Linked DNA regions of Mus musculus: regions 1 and 2 are each linked to region 3. A link is a contact called in public Hi-C and HiChIP or PLAC-seq data. All regions are on one chromosome and are shown on one strand. Each heading gives the region's core, a stretch centred on a gene start, on an enhancer-like site or on the middle of the called end of the contact. The rest is flanking DNA. Distances are from core to core; before and after follow the strand shown.

The links. A called contact is a pair of places that touch in the nucleus more often than the background predicts. HiChIP or PLAC-seq counts read pairs in DNA pulled down with a chosen protein or histone mark.
Region 1: an H3K27ac HiChIP or PLAC-seq map of embryonic stem cells shows a contact between it and region 3, with 10 read pairs. The contact joins two enhancer-like sites. A contact is called at or near these places in 3 of 484 Hi-C or Micro-C datasets (bone marrow-derived macrophages and liver) and 5 of 115 datasets of contacts at active chromatin or transcription factors (Th17 cells, bone marrow-derived macrophages, embryonic stem cells and 1 more).
Region 2: a Hi-C map of liver shows a contact between it and region 3, with 2.1 times the contacts expected there. The contact joins two enhancer-like sites. A contact is called at or near these places in 2 of 484 Hi-C or Micro-C datasets (bone marrow-derived macrophages and liver) and 6 of 115 datasets of contacts at active chromatin or transcription factors (SST interneurons, Th17 cells, embryonic stem cells and 2 more).

Annotation. Positions count from the first base shown.
Region 1 is chr4:53,194,278-53,198,422 of GRCm38.p6, forward strand. No RefSeq gene overlaps it. Among named protein-coding and RNA genes, the nearest start is that of Lexis1, 22 kb to the right of the region's middle. Within about 2 kb of position 2,149, at least 288 of the 459 cell types and tissues checked have an H3K27ac peak or open chromatin away from gene starts, as enhancers often do. A contact at or near this core is called in embryonic stem cells and liver, where this site is marked.
Region 2 is chr4:53,132,058-53,136,307 of GRCm38.p6, forward strand. Abca1 (ATP-binding cassette, sub-family A (ABC1), member 1) reads right to left here. Exons shown (of 50, transcript NM_013454.3): 3 at 865-958. Among named protein-coding and RNA genes, the nearest start is that of Abca1, 26 kb to the right of the region's middle. Within about 2 kb of position 2,139, at least 14 of the 459 cell types and tissues checked have an H3K27ac peak or open chromatin away from gene starts, as enhancers often do. A contact at or near this core is called in hepatocytes and liver, where this site is marked.
Region 3 is chr4:53,336,447-53,340,739 of GRCm38.p6, forward strand. No RefSeq gene overlaps it. Among named protein-coding and RNA genes, the nearest start is that of Gm52737, 11 kb to the left of the region's middle. Within about 2 kb of position 3,040, at least 34 of the 459 cell types and tissues checked have an H3K27ac peak or open chromatin away from gene starts, as enhancers often do. A contact at or near this core is called in embryonic stem cells, hepatocytes and liver, where this site is marked.

The DNA of each region.
Region 1 (4,145 bases), core at 899-3,398, 140 kb before region 3:
CCTTCATTCAGAAACAATGTATTCTTCAATTGGTTTAAATGCTTTCTTAATGATTTTCAGTAAAGCTTTATGGCACCTTCTATAAAGGTTGTTTTAAAAGATTTATTCTGCATTCCTAATGATTTTTTGCTCTACTATAAGTTGTGCCTCTTGGCCAGTTAATGTATGTCTTTGACTGTTGGTGATAAAGGAAAAATGAAGAGTTGCGCTTCCATCCCCTCACCAGCTGCCTTTTTCTCAGAGTGCACCTGGTGTGAGTTTCTTCTCAGAGTGTACCTGGTGTGAGTTTCTTTGCAGCTTTCCCATCCACACCAACATTCTCTTTCATCTTACATTCTTATTTTGCTGTGGTGGTTGGGATTGGATAAAAATGAATATTTAATAGAAATGTTGATGGCCAGAAAACTGGCTCTGTCTGTGACTATAAGGAGAATAAATAAGAATTTTGTGAGAGTCTAAGTGTTTCCAAATATCATGAGTCTTGCTGTCTCCTGATTCAGAATGTATGGAGGGTTTGTTCTGGGCACAACGGCCATTCCAGTCATCTCCAAAATCACTATACATCAACTGTTATTTCCATTTTTCAGAGTGCCTATTGCTGGGCTACTGCACAAAAGGAATAAATAATAAATTATACATCGTATTAATTTTGGGCACAGTTGGCCAATTTCATATTATTCACAAAGGTCACACTGAACAGAACAAATGCACACAGAGGCATCAAGCAGACAAATCCAGAAGCAAAGGGGAAAACCTAATTCTAAAACTATTTTGCATTCAGGTCCGAAATTGGTTCCCTTAGAGGTCCTTACATTCTATTTGTTTGCAAAATTTAAAAAAGGGAGAGTTGGCAGCAGGGAGAGGTTGTTTATTAGTGCCAATAAGAACTCAGGGTTAGTTAGGAGCTGGGGTGGGAAGAGAGTTGGGGACGTCTTCACTTTCAGTGCCTTGAACCAATAAGATGCCAAGAAGAATCTGATCAGAGTAACTACCCAGCTCAAGGAAACCACTGTCATTGCTTTGTTAGAACCAATGGCACCTTCTAGAACAGTGGTTTCCAACCTTCCTGATGTTGTGACCCTTTAATCTAGTTGTTCATGTAGTGGTGACCCTCAATCATAAAATTATTTCGTTACTACTTCATAACTGTAATGTTGCTGGTGCTATGCATAGTATTGTAAATATGCAGGATACCTGATATGAGACCTCTATGAAAAGGTCTGGGGTGTGGGTGGGGGTAGGTGTGGGGGCAGGGTTGTGACCCCCAGGTTGAGAACCGATGTTCTAGACTATGCTACCAGAGAACATTTTTGTTGTTGTCTTCCTGTAAGAAAAAGCAAAGCAGTATTTGAAAGCGTTCTATTTGAAGAGTATGTCACAATGTAAATCATTTTTTAAAAATATGCACTTTGAAGGCATGCTATGTTTTAAAGACACTCCATTAGAAGAAGTAGAAAACGAAAGCAAAATTTTAAATCAAGTTTTTACTTTATCCACTGGTTCTCTTTAAAGAATTCCTTGTGGGTCACGCTGAGTCTTAATAAGTGGGACACTAAGTACTGCCTATGGATACCAGTAACAGAAAAACAATTGTGTTGACACAACAGGTTTTACAGATGGTATTTTCTAAGTTTTTTATTTGTTGAATGGACAACTTAGGATTTGTGGAGCTAGAGCTAGAGAAAGAGCTGATGAACTTCAAAACAGGCTTGGAATGCTTAACCGGTGTCCTTTCTAATGAACTGACTGCTAGTTCATTGACAACAGCAGATCTAAAAGGATTCTGCTCGCAGGCCTCCTGTGGCTGGAACACTCCAGCTGGCTAGCTCTGCAGAGATCTGGCCCCAAGAGGTCTCGCCGCTTTAAGCGTCCTAGGCCTTGGACACGCCCACCAGAAAGCCAAACACAAAGCGCGGTGTCTGCTGGAAGTTGTAGTTCCAGACCCTAGCAAGTCTTGACTCGTCCTCTCCTTCCATTTCATTGACTCTTAACAGACCACAGACTCTGAGACCGCTTCAGATTACGCATTGATCATTTCAAGGTATAAGATGAGAGGAATTTTCTTTAATCACCGGATCTGGGCGCTGCTGCTGCTGCTGCTTAGAAAGTATCTGGAAGGCGCGCATGCGCGTGAAGGTAGACAACACAGCCTCTGACTCCCCTAGAGCTGGGATGAAGGGGACTTAGGCCCTGTATATAGTAACAGTTTGTGATAGTGTGGTTTGCAGGTTGTGACGGAAACCGAGGAAGGCAGACGGTCACGTTAGGACCCCATCTGGACTTCTAGGACACTTCCACCTTCTAGTTGTTCCCAATTTGCAGAATTGCAGTTTTTTCCATATCCCTTCATCTCTTTATGGAAAGGCTTTCCCTGCGGCGTTGTGAAATCCTCAGCTCTTCAGCCAAGGCCTTTTAGCCTGCCTGGAATTCAAACTGTCTCTCCTTGCCAGCTTCAGGTCATTCCAGGCAGCAAAAGGCACGGGCTGTACAGGCGTTGCTACTGCTGCTCTTCCTCGTCTTGCAAAGCTGGAGCCAGCCAGATAGAAGCTTGGATACCTGAAGCTTAGAAAGTGTTTGGAAGGAACGCAAGCGATGCGCATACATGATAGATAAGTAAATGCATAGATTAGATGTCTTTAATTCTTAAAGGGCCTCTCATAGCTTTCCTGTGTTCTTTGAGGTGGCAATTGTTATGCAAAAGAGCGGGTGAGAATCTATGACTGTAGTCAGTGGCAGAACCGCCAAACTGAAAGTTGTAGGAGTTACAAATCTGCTTTTCCATCATATCAAAGTAGACAGAGCTAAAGGGGACCAAGGCTGCACCTGATGTTGACTGCCTTTCTGAATAGCCAGTCCAGACCACAGCCGCTCTTAAAGTAGTGAGCAATTGCCTTTCAGTGAGTGAATCTCCTTCCAGCAAATACAGAGGATGTTGCTTGGAGACATGCTTAAGACTGAGCAAACACGTTGTGCTGGACTCTGGAAAGAGAAGCATTAGATTTTAGCTAAGGGAGTGACCAGGTTATGCTCTAAAGTGCCCTTCATTTCTCAGAGAGAAGAGTGAGCCACACTGTCTGTGTATTTGCAATCTCCCATTCTGCAAATGTAGTGCTGTTATTCCTTGCATCAGCAATGCTAACACAAATGTCAAATAGGCATATAAGTGATGAAATCCCCTGGCCTTGTTGCCCATGTCTCTAACCTCAGCACTGGGAAGGCAGGCAAATAATAGATCTCTATGAGTTCTAAGTTAGCCTGCTCTATTATCATGAGTTCCAGGCCAGCCAGGGCCTCCTAGTGAGAATCCGTCTCAAACAACAACAAAAAACAAAGTGCAGGAATCCTCTATCTGCTCTTCAGGTTGCACCAGTGTGGGTCAGGAGAAGGAGAGATGAAAACAGAGGTGTAGATCATACAAAATCGAGGGGCAAGGCATACAGAGCTGCGTAGAAGAGGGTGTGCAGAAAAGCAGTATTTGTTATGAGGGGATCTCTGTTGAGCTTTTAATCAACTAATAAGAAGTTGTCACCCCAGAGCTCCCACATGAGTTCTGTCTGAGAGGAAAGGGGGCTGGTTATTTGATCTGCAGGTATGGGCACAAAATGCTCCTGTCTCCCTGGCGCTCACCTGGTGAAAGCAGACTGTACAGAGTCCCTGGCTCTCCTGAAATGTCTGTGGACCACTCTCTGTAAAAATGCCTTTTGAGTGCACTGCACATTCCTTTGGACCTCTTCTGCACTGGAACGTCTTGTTCCTTCGGGGATTTGATATTTGGGAACAGCCAGAAATCATTTGGCTGCACATTTGGAAGGCAAGGAAAACTATTGCACTACAGAACTGCTGCCGGTGAAATCTGGGAGGTGGTTTTGGGTGTGAACCAAAGGCAGGGTTTCTTACCTTGAAACATGGAAAATTTGAATATACCTTTTTTTTCTAGGGAGGAGGGGTAATGTTTTTAGCTGATACTACAGCCTCTCAACGAATCCCGATGATTCAAACAAGTTAATGATCATAAGGTCATTTCTCTGTGGGTTGTGGAGAGAAGTCATGTGTCAGGAGAGCAGAGGGCTGCTTACAGCTTCACCTATAATTTAATGTGTGGTCACAGTGGTTTCCAGAACTCCCAAAACATCACATGGGTTGAG
Region 2 (4,250 bases), core at 889-3,388, 210 kb before region 3:
TCAGTTTCTAGCCACTACTGTATCTCAGCGCTCACTGTCAAGACTGCCTTCAAATCACATGAGTGAGCGAGACAAGCAGCCTGAACTGTATTCCACCTCTACTAGAAATGTAAATTTGGGCAAGTCATTATAGGTGTGTGAGCCCCAATTTAGCTACCAGGAAATCAGAGCAAAGGATAGCAAAGTCTACTATACAAGATTGTTGAGAACAAAATGAAATGTTACAGGAGTCAAACTGAGATGTTGTACACAAAGGCTGCATATGCTCTAAAAGCTGAGAAGGTAGCTCAGTGGTTAAGCCCACAAAGTACTCTTGCAGAGGACCTGAGGTGGGTTCCCAGAACTCATATCAGATAGCTCACAATTACCTGTAACTCCATCTCCAGGGGTTCTAACACCTCTGGTCTTCTCAGGCACCTACTCATGTGCATATACCCCCACACAGACATATATGCATACTTGATTTAGAAAGTATGGGTTCCAATACATGGTCCATGATTTTTAACCATGAGATTAAAAGACAATGCAAGCAAAAGGACAACACCAGGGAACTGGACACTGGCATTTGAAACACTACTGTAGGGTGATTTGTAGCCGTCACTTTCTGACTCTAAGGCTATTTTATTATCATGATTAAAAAACCGTTAAGATTATTATCATTACTATCATCATTATTTAACTGGGACTACAAATATCTCAAGTTCATGCCCTAACCAAAAAAATAGTAAAGGCCAGATTTTCTGTTCAAGCTATTTGTGGCATTCTCCTGAAGACAGCAACTTTGTAAAGATTCAGTTGAGAGCATCTTCACTCTGGATTTTGCTAGCCATCACTGAGACTCAGGCGTGGTCCACAGATACTCACACTCATGTTGTTCGTAGGGTGGGTAGCTCAGGCGTACAGAGATCAGGATCAGGAAGATAAAGAGAGGCCAGGCCACTTCCAGTAACAGCTGACACTGAACAGAAAATAAAACACAAGATCGTGAATTTTAAATGATAACATGGTAGCCAGCTACTACTGGACTGAGAAACCCACAGAGCAATTCAGCAATTGACTGACTTCTGGCACTTCTGACTCCCTTCACTCTCCAAACTTGAAGTGCATTGAATTGTGGGTGGTATCCTGTAACATCCCATTCCACACCTGTGTCTTTAAGGCTCCCTTCTACCCAGGTTTCAAGACTCAGCCATGCTTCTTTCTGCCTGAGCTAGGAAGTCCTCCTGTGCTCACATTCCCACAAACCTAAACAGTTCCTCTCTCACATCTCCCCCAAGCCCGAGATGATCTGCTTCAGTCACTGGCTCCCACATAGCACTCTTAATTAACATCTATCTCAACAGGGACACATTTCATTGTAGAGTACAGTCTTATTAATTGCGATCTGTCATGGTCTCTTGGTATTCCCCCTTCTATGACGAGATCAGAAGTAAACTCTCTCTGGGTAACTGGTACTTTAGAGTATTAGGGGCATTTGGGCTTTTTGTTTTGTTTTGTTTTGTTTTTTGTTTGTTTTTTTAACCATGTTTGTTTTTCCTAGTTTAAATAAGGAACTTTGAATTTTCTAAGAACTTTGGTATGACTTTACATCAAGCTCATTTTGGGATCTTCAGGGAGGAACTGAAACAAGATAGTAGCTATGCATGTTCCAGAACAAAAACATGAAGTTTTTATACTTCCTTCGGTTCGTGAACCCCTACTACCACAAACTATAAAGAGTAGTTTATACAAAGAGCACATTAAAAGAGAAAATGGCAAGGACCAGGGAAGAAAAGACGAATCTTACTAAAGATGTCTGTAAATAATCCCAAAGAAGGAACAAAACCTCTACGTTTGCAAACAACACTCAGCCTCTTCTCTTTTCCTTCATAGAAAATAGATTTACTACTCCTTTGGGAGAGGGTGATGGGCACGGATTGCAAACCATGACACCATACAATTTTTATTGTCCCTTACACCTCTGTAAACTGCTCAGGGGCAGGAGTCGGGGATGACTTTCTACCAGAGAACACAGCCTGGATTTCCTGAACACTGAAAATAACTTCTCTACCAGTAAGGCTGGAGCCCTTCCTCTGAGATCCAGGTATGCTGTGCCTTTATCAGCCTGTGGCACAAGAGCTGTGTTTACATATGAGGCTCTCCCTTCTGTTACTGTGTTCTCAGCAAATCCGCAACATGGTTAAGGGCTAAGCATGACACGGTAAGCATATATTGGGTAAGAGAGTGAACTGAAGCTTTCAAAATCAGAAAGACAGAAACAAAAATCGGCTGACCCCTCTGGGAAAGAAGTTTGGCAATATGCATTCAAAAGGCACATTTACCCCTTTGAACAACTGTCATCCTCCTGAGAATTCATCCGAAGGAGCAAACTAAATAAGAAAACAACTCAATCCCCAAAAGCCGTATACATGATTTGAAGTGCTATAACTGTAAAGTGTTGTAAACAAATAACTCAATCACACAACAAAGGAAAAATGGTTACATAAGCATACATCTAATGGGCAATAATAGATTACTTGGTTATTACAGCAACATTTATGAAACCCAGCTTTCACTATCCAAGAACACAGGACACAGAACCCAATACATTCTAAGCCTGCATCTTTATAAAACCACTCGCACACATTGCTAAGCAAACATAGAAATAAAGCTTTCTATAATGACATGGCTGTGATGAATTACAGAATAATGAAGCCTGAAAAGTATAAAACTGAACAGAGAATATACAGGAAGTCATTCATCTTGACACTCCGAAGCCACTATTTCAACTAACAGGATAAATCGGAGCTACCATTTAGGGAGAGCTCCATATGTACTGGGCTCATTTTACACAGTTGACTTCCATTAATCCTCAGAACATCATTGTGGGCATGGAACCATTATTCTTCCCATTTTATACTGAAAAGTCTACTGCTTAAGGAACGGCCAGCCACAGCACTAGTCAGAGCAGAGCCAAGACCGGCAGCCAGCTGTACTTGATTCCAGAGGTCACATGAAATTCTATTTGACAAAGACAAGCATCTCCGGTAGGAAACAAATAAAATCTCCCTACGCAGCATGGACTAAAAATGTCTACAGGTTCCACAGACACAAGATAAACTAACACCCTGCAGACAGGTAGCCGTTATAGCGAATACTGAACATCTATAGACACTTAGTGATTTGTGTGCCTCTTGTTCCCAACAGTTCGCTCACAAAGGCTGCAATAGTACTATTTTTATAAATGATGATTGGAGGACCAGAAAAATTATGAGCCATTGGAACCCCAATCTTAATGTCTAAATCTGTGCAGTACCCACCAGGCTGCCTCTCACAGTGCTATGCTAGAGACACATGCCTTCTACCTCATCACATATCCGACCCAGTAAAGCAAGCCTTGTGTTCAGGACACCTCTGTAGCCCCACACTTAGCACCACAAAGCAGCATGTGGTCAGAATAGGTTCATCCACTGAAAGAACAGTCGGATGGTACCCACAGCTCTGGCAGCAAAGCACCAGAAGAAACCTTAGACCACTCAGGAGGTGAAGGCAGAATTTGTAACCAGATCAGGAAAAGAGATATGAAGTAAACCAACAGTGACAGTCATGATAGTCAACTCACACCACAACACACACACACACACACACACACACTTCATAGATGTTTTTTATAGTCAGACATCCAAATTAGGATCATTACTGTAATACTCACTTTACATACGAGGAAACTGGGGCTGATTAATAAATTGCCCAAGGAACTGGTATGTGAAAGAGTTTAGATTCAAAGCCAATCTAGCTTAAGGGATGCTTCTCTTCGGCACTAAGGTCACCAATTTCCTTTAGCCCCTTTCTCTCACCACGTAGACCGTGTAGACTCCTGACCTTTCAAAGCTTCTACTGAGCTGAGCACTAATATGTATGTATGTATGTATGTATGTACGAAGACTCTGCACACAATATTCACACCACCAAAATCACAGAGCTCATGGGAGATTCGATTTAATTATGCTTCTTTACCCTGTGCCTCCAAAACTATTTTTGTCTCTAAACATCAAACCCACTCCCAAGCTCAGAACGTTCTAGGTATTGCCACATCCCCTCCTTCTAGAAACTAAACTTGACTTCTCCAGGCACACTATTTCAGATCCACTCATCAAAGTCAGACTTCTCCTCGTCTCTAACCTCACCATTTTTCCTAAGCATAAGGCATGAATAAACAGCCTAGGGACAAAGATGTTGCTTGTACTGTTAGAAGCTCCTACTGAAAACTC
Region 3 (4,293 bases), core at 1,790-4,289:
AGATATTTGCATGCACCATTGCATAATAATTTATAACATATGAACACCTAGAATAAATCTACTACAAAGCACTGCCCTTTGTATTTACCAACATATCTCTTACTAGGTTTTGTTTGAGTGATAAACTCTTATGATGTTTAAAATATTATTTCATTCACTGAAAATAAGTTTATATGCATCTTTCTTAGACTTTTATCCTGTAGCTCAAATAAGCATCTTTCTACCCCTGTCCTTTGGATCAGATATTTAGTTCTAAATAGTTATATTTGGGAAAAATCACATTCTCTATAGAAATTAAAATTTTCTAGGTGTTTTGCAACAAATAAATCAAAGCTAAAAGAACTTTACTCCAAAAGAAATACCTTTTTAATGAAAATTTATTAGCTCTGTATAGTTGTAATTGAAACCTGTATTTCCAGAGCTAGAAAACCAGCTTTGTTGGCAAAGCACTTGTCCTTCAAGCATGAGGGTCTCAGTTCAATTCCCAGAATCCACACTTAAAAATTGGGTCTCATGGCAGCTGCTTGGCACCCCTTGGTTAGGGAGGCGGAGGAAGGCAGATCCCTGAGCTAACCTGTGCCCATGAAAGTCCCAGTCTAAAACTAAAGGTGGTGAACTCCTGAAAAACAGCGCTAGAGGCTGACCTCGGCATTTATATGCACGTGCACTCACACACACGCATGTACACACACACAGACACATACATATGCATACAGGCACATCAGCACAAACACATAGGCACACAGGCACATCAGCACACACAGGTGCGTACAACACACAATGGATACATTCAGAAGAACGGTGTTCAAAGTTTTGTGCTACTTTAATATCCTACACCCAAAGAAAACATCAAAGGAACCCCACTTGTTAGGGCAGAAGTGATCACACAGTGTGCTATGAAGTCCGTATGGGCTGCATGGTCAGAACTAAAAATCTGATCCAAAGGACAGATGTAGAAAGATTCTTATTTGAGGATACAAGAGGCCAGAATCTATGCATTTGAGTGTGTAATTGTTACAGTGGTTTTTAGACTTAAAGCCTGGATTTTAACTGAAAGCATTGAAGACACACATGTGTGTATATGCAGGTATGTAGATATACAGATATGCAGATGTACATATCATATACATATGAATATGCACATACACTATATATATATATATATATATATATATATATATATATGTCCCCTTTATGACTTAGTCACCATTAGCTTGCCTCAAACAACCCATGTGCCCCTCTCTACTTCCCTATGTCTTCCCATAAAACAAAGGACCTTTGTGTGAGAAAAGGACCACCTGACACTAGGTCACAATCTCTGGGTCACATTAGTTTCCCTTCTTAAAGTGACATTCTCACATCCCCTGCTGTCCCCACTTCCACGGCTCACAGAGAGCCTCTATTCTTTCTTGGTGTTGAGGAAGAAATGGTGTAAGCAAACCCAGTCATCAAGAGCTGCTCACACGTGGACAGCGAGCATGCACGGAACGCCTGGAGAAGAAAGTAGGTGAAAGGGAATGTTGTCTGCTGCCCGGGTGTCAGAGGTTGGCTTACAACTCCACAGGGAAGACCAGCGCTCCACTAATGCTCATACTTGCTCTGGGAGGAGGGGGGAATCTCCTCACACAACTTAAAGCAGCTCAGGCGCCAACTCCACAGCTGGTTTCCTCTCAAGACCTAGAGGCAAAGGAAATCTGGGTTTGGGTAGCTGTGGCCATACATGCTCTCCTCAGGAAAACAAATGTGATTTAATTTCTCCCCTCTTCTCCACTCTTCCCCCTTCCCCTCTCCTCTCTCCCCCCTCCCCCCTCCCTCCTCCCCTCTCCTCCTCTCTTCTCTCCTCCCTCCTCCCTTCCCTTCCCTTCCCTTCTCTTCTCCTCCCCTCCCCTCCCTTCTCCTCCCCTCTCTTTCCCAAAATGGAAAGGGTTCAGTGAAAAGAGCCCCTTCCTACATTAAAAAAATAAAAAGAAAGAAAAGAAAAAGTCGCTTCCCATATCTCAGTGCAACTTCAGGCCTCACATACTTTGTCCTTGATCCCGGGAGGAATCTTGTTAAGTGTTCTTCAAAGTGCAAAAAGAACTAATTGCATGTCCCTCTTTCTCCCTGATCATTAAATAAAGACACTAGGAAGCCAAACACAGTTTACTTCACCTGGAATACTTCTCAACTAGGAATCGCATTCCCTTGAACTGTTGTCACTCTCTGAGGTGACCTTCTACCCATCCTCCAAGCAAACTGTCAGTGAAGGGCTGGAGAGATGACAAGGCTAACAAAGCTGAGTTTTATTCCCCAGCACCCGTGTGAATACTGGATGTGGAGATGCACCTATAAGACAAGGGCTGGGGAGACAGAGACTGAGAGAAACAGAAAACCCAAAGTGAAGAAGATTAGGAACAATGCGCAACAGCTAATTCTGCCCTCTACATGCATGTGGGCATGTGTACACGTGTACACATGCCCACACAAATTCACTCACACACGCAGACAAACATGCAGATAGCACAATGACCAACAAATCCTGAACCTAATTGGGTCTGAGGAACACACAAGACGACTCCAGCCTATACATAAATAAGGACCAAAGAGAAAAATGACACATAGAGCTCGCCTACAGGAAGTATGGGCCACACCAGTAACACCCATACCACCCAGGAGTCTACTAAAGACAGGGCATCTCAGATCTATTCAGTGAATGTTTACAGCCCTACCTGGGCTTCACTTCTTCACACAGGGACTCAGTACCTAAAATTCTAAGGATCAAGGCCAGGAGGGTAATTGATGGCCGGATCTTGAAAGCCATAGAGTCAGTGGGTGGGGAGGGGTGGGAGGAATCAGAGAGAATGCAAGACACAAAGACTGAAGGTGTGTTAATGAATGTGAGTCACGAGCTGTTTCTGGGAAGGAGAGATGGAAAATGACCTTGGGAAGCAGGTCAGGGAAAACTGCCAGGCTTCAGCCTCAGGACGAAGGTTGCCTCTGTGTCGTCCAGCTCTCCCCATCTGCAGCCTTTGTCATCTACTCATCTGATTTGTTCTGAGAGCTGAAACCAGCCCCTTCCGCTGGCCTAGCCTGGTGGCATCGTGAACCTAAACTGCCAACAGATTAAGGGCAGCAGGCCCAGGAATACAGAGCCCTGGGGTTCATAAGAACTACCTCTGATTGGCAATGAGCAGGCATGGGAGACAGCTGGCCGTGGAATAGCTGCAGAGAGGACCCGGACTTCCAAATGAAAAGTTAATGAAGTGAAGAAGAAGAAATAAGAAGTCACCAGCAAAATCTCTTGTAAGAACAATACAGGCTATGAGATATTCAGTATTCTGACCTTCGGTTTCCTAAGTCAGAAAGGGAAGGGTCCTCGTCAACCTTACAGGATGTGGAGACTCACTGAAGTAACACAGAGCTCTAAGGACAATGCCCCACCCTCCCAGTTACTTCCCAGAATCAAACAATGGCCTGCATTATAATGCAGGAGTGGGAGCCTCAGCTGCGAGTAGCTTTCGAGAGTGGGTCTGGGGTGGGGCATCCAGCCTCCAAGCTGGCCTCTAGTCCCCCCCCCCCCCCCCCCCCCCCCCCCCCGGTGTCCTGGCTGTCACTCTTGTGGCATCCCCTCCCACTGGCTTAGCTTGGGTGCCCAACAGCTAAGGGCTTAAGGAGGTGAGAAAGCAGGTCTGAGATTAGACCCCAAGCATCTCTGAGGGAAGCCAGCTGCTGAGGCATAAACATCTCCGCCAAGTGGTTTGTACAGTGAGGACTCAAGACCGCCAGGAGCCAAGAGAGGGGCTTTAGAAATAAGCTCAACTGCCCAAGTCTAGCTCTGAAACCCCCTCAGCCCTTGCCAACAGCTTCCCGGCTGTCTCCTGAGAGTCCCAGGCCTGAGAAGTCTGGGTAAAACTTTCCCCGACTCACAGCCTGTAGCGAATGCATGAAAATAAGCTCCCGTTTTATGCACCTTACTCTGGAGGTCATTTGTTGCACAGCAATAAATATTTAAATCACCCGACTCAGTGGAATACCTGCCCCACCGTGGGGAAGAGCCCAAGGACATCTATCCAAACACGCCTGGCTTCGTTCCAGAGGTGCAACTGATAGATCCAGAGTCAGAACCGCAGCCATGAGCAGAGGTTAAGCCACAAGCGATGCTGCCTAGCAGTGGGTCTTCCCAGGGGCCGCTGAATATATGCCCTGATTTACATTAATTTATATTGTTTACAATGTTACACTGTTTTGTTTTGGTTTTTTTTTTTTCCCAGACTGTGCCTTGCCCTCAGAGACACCAATTTACAAGCATCCTTG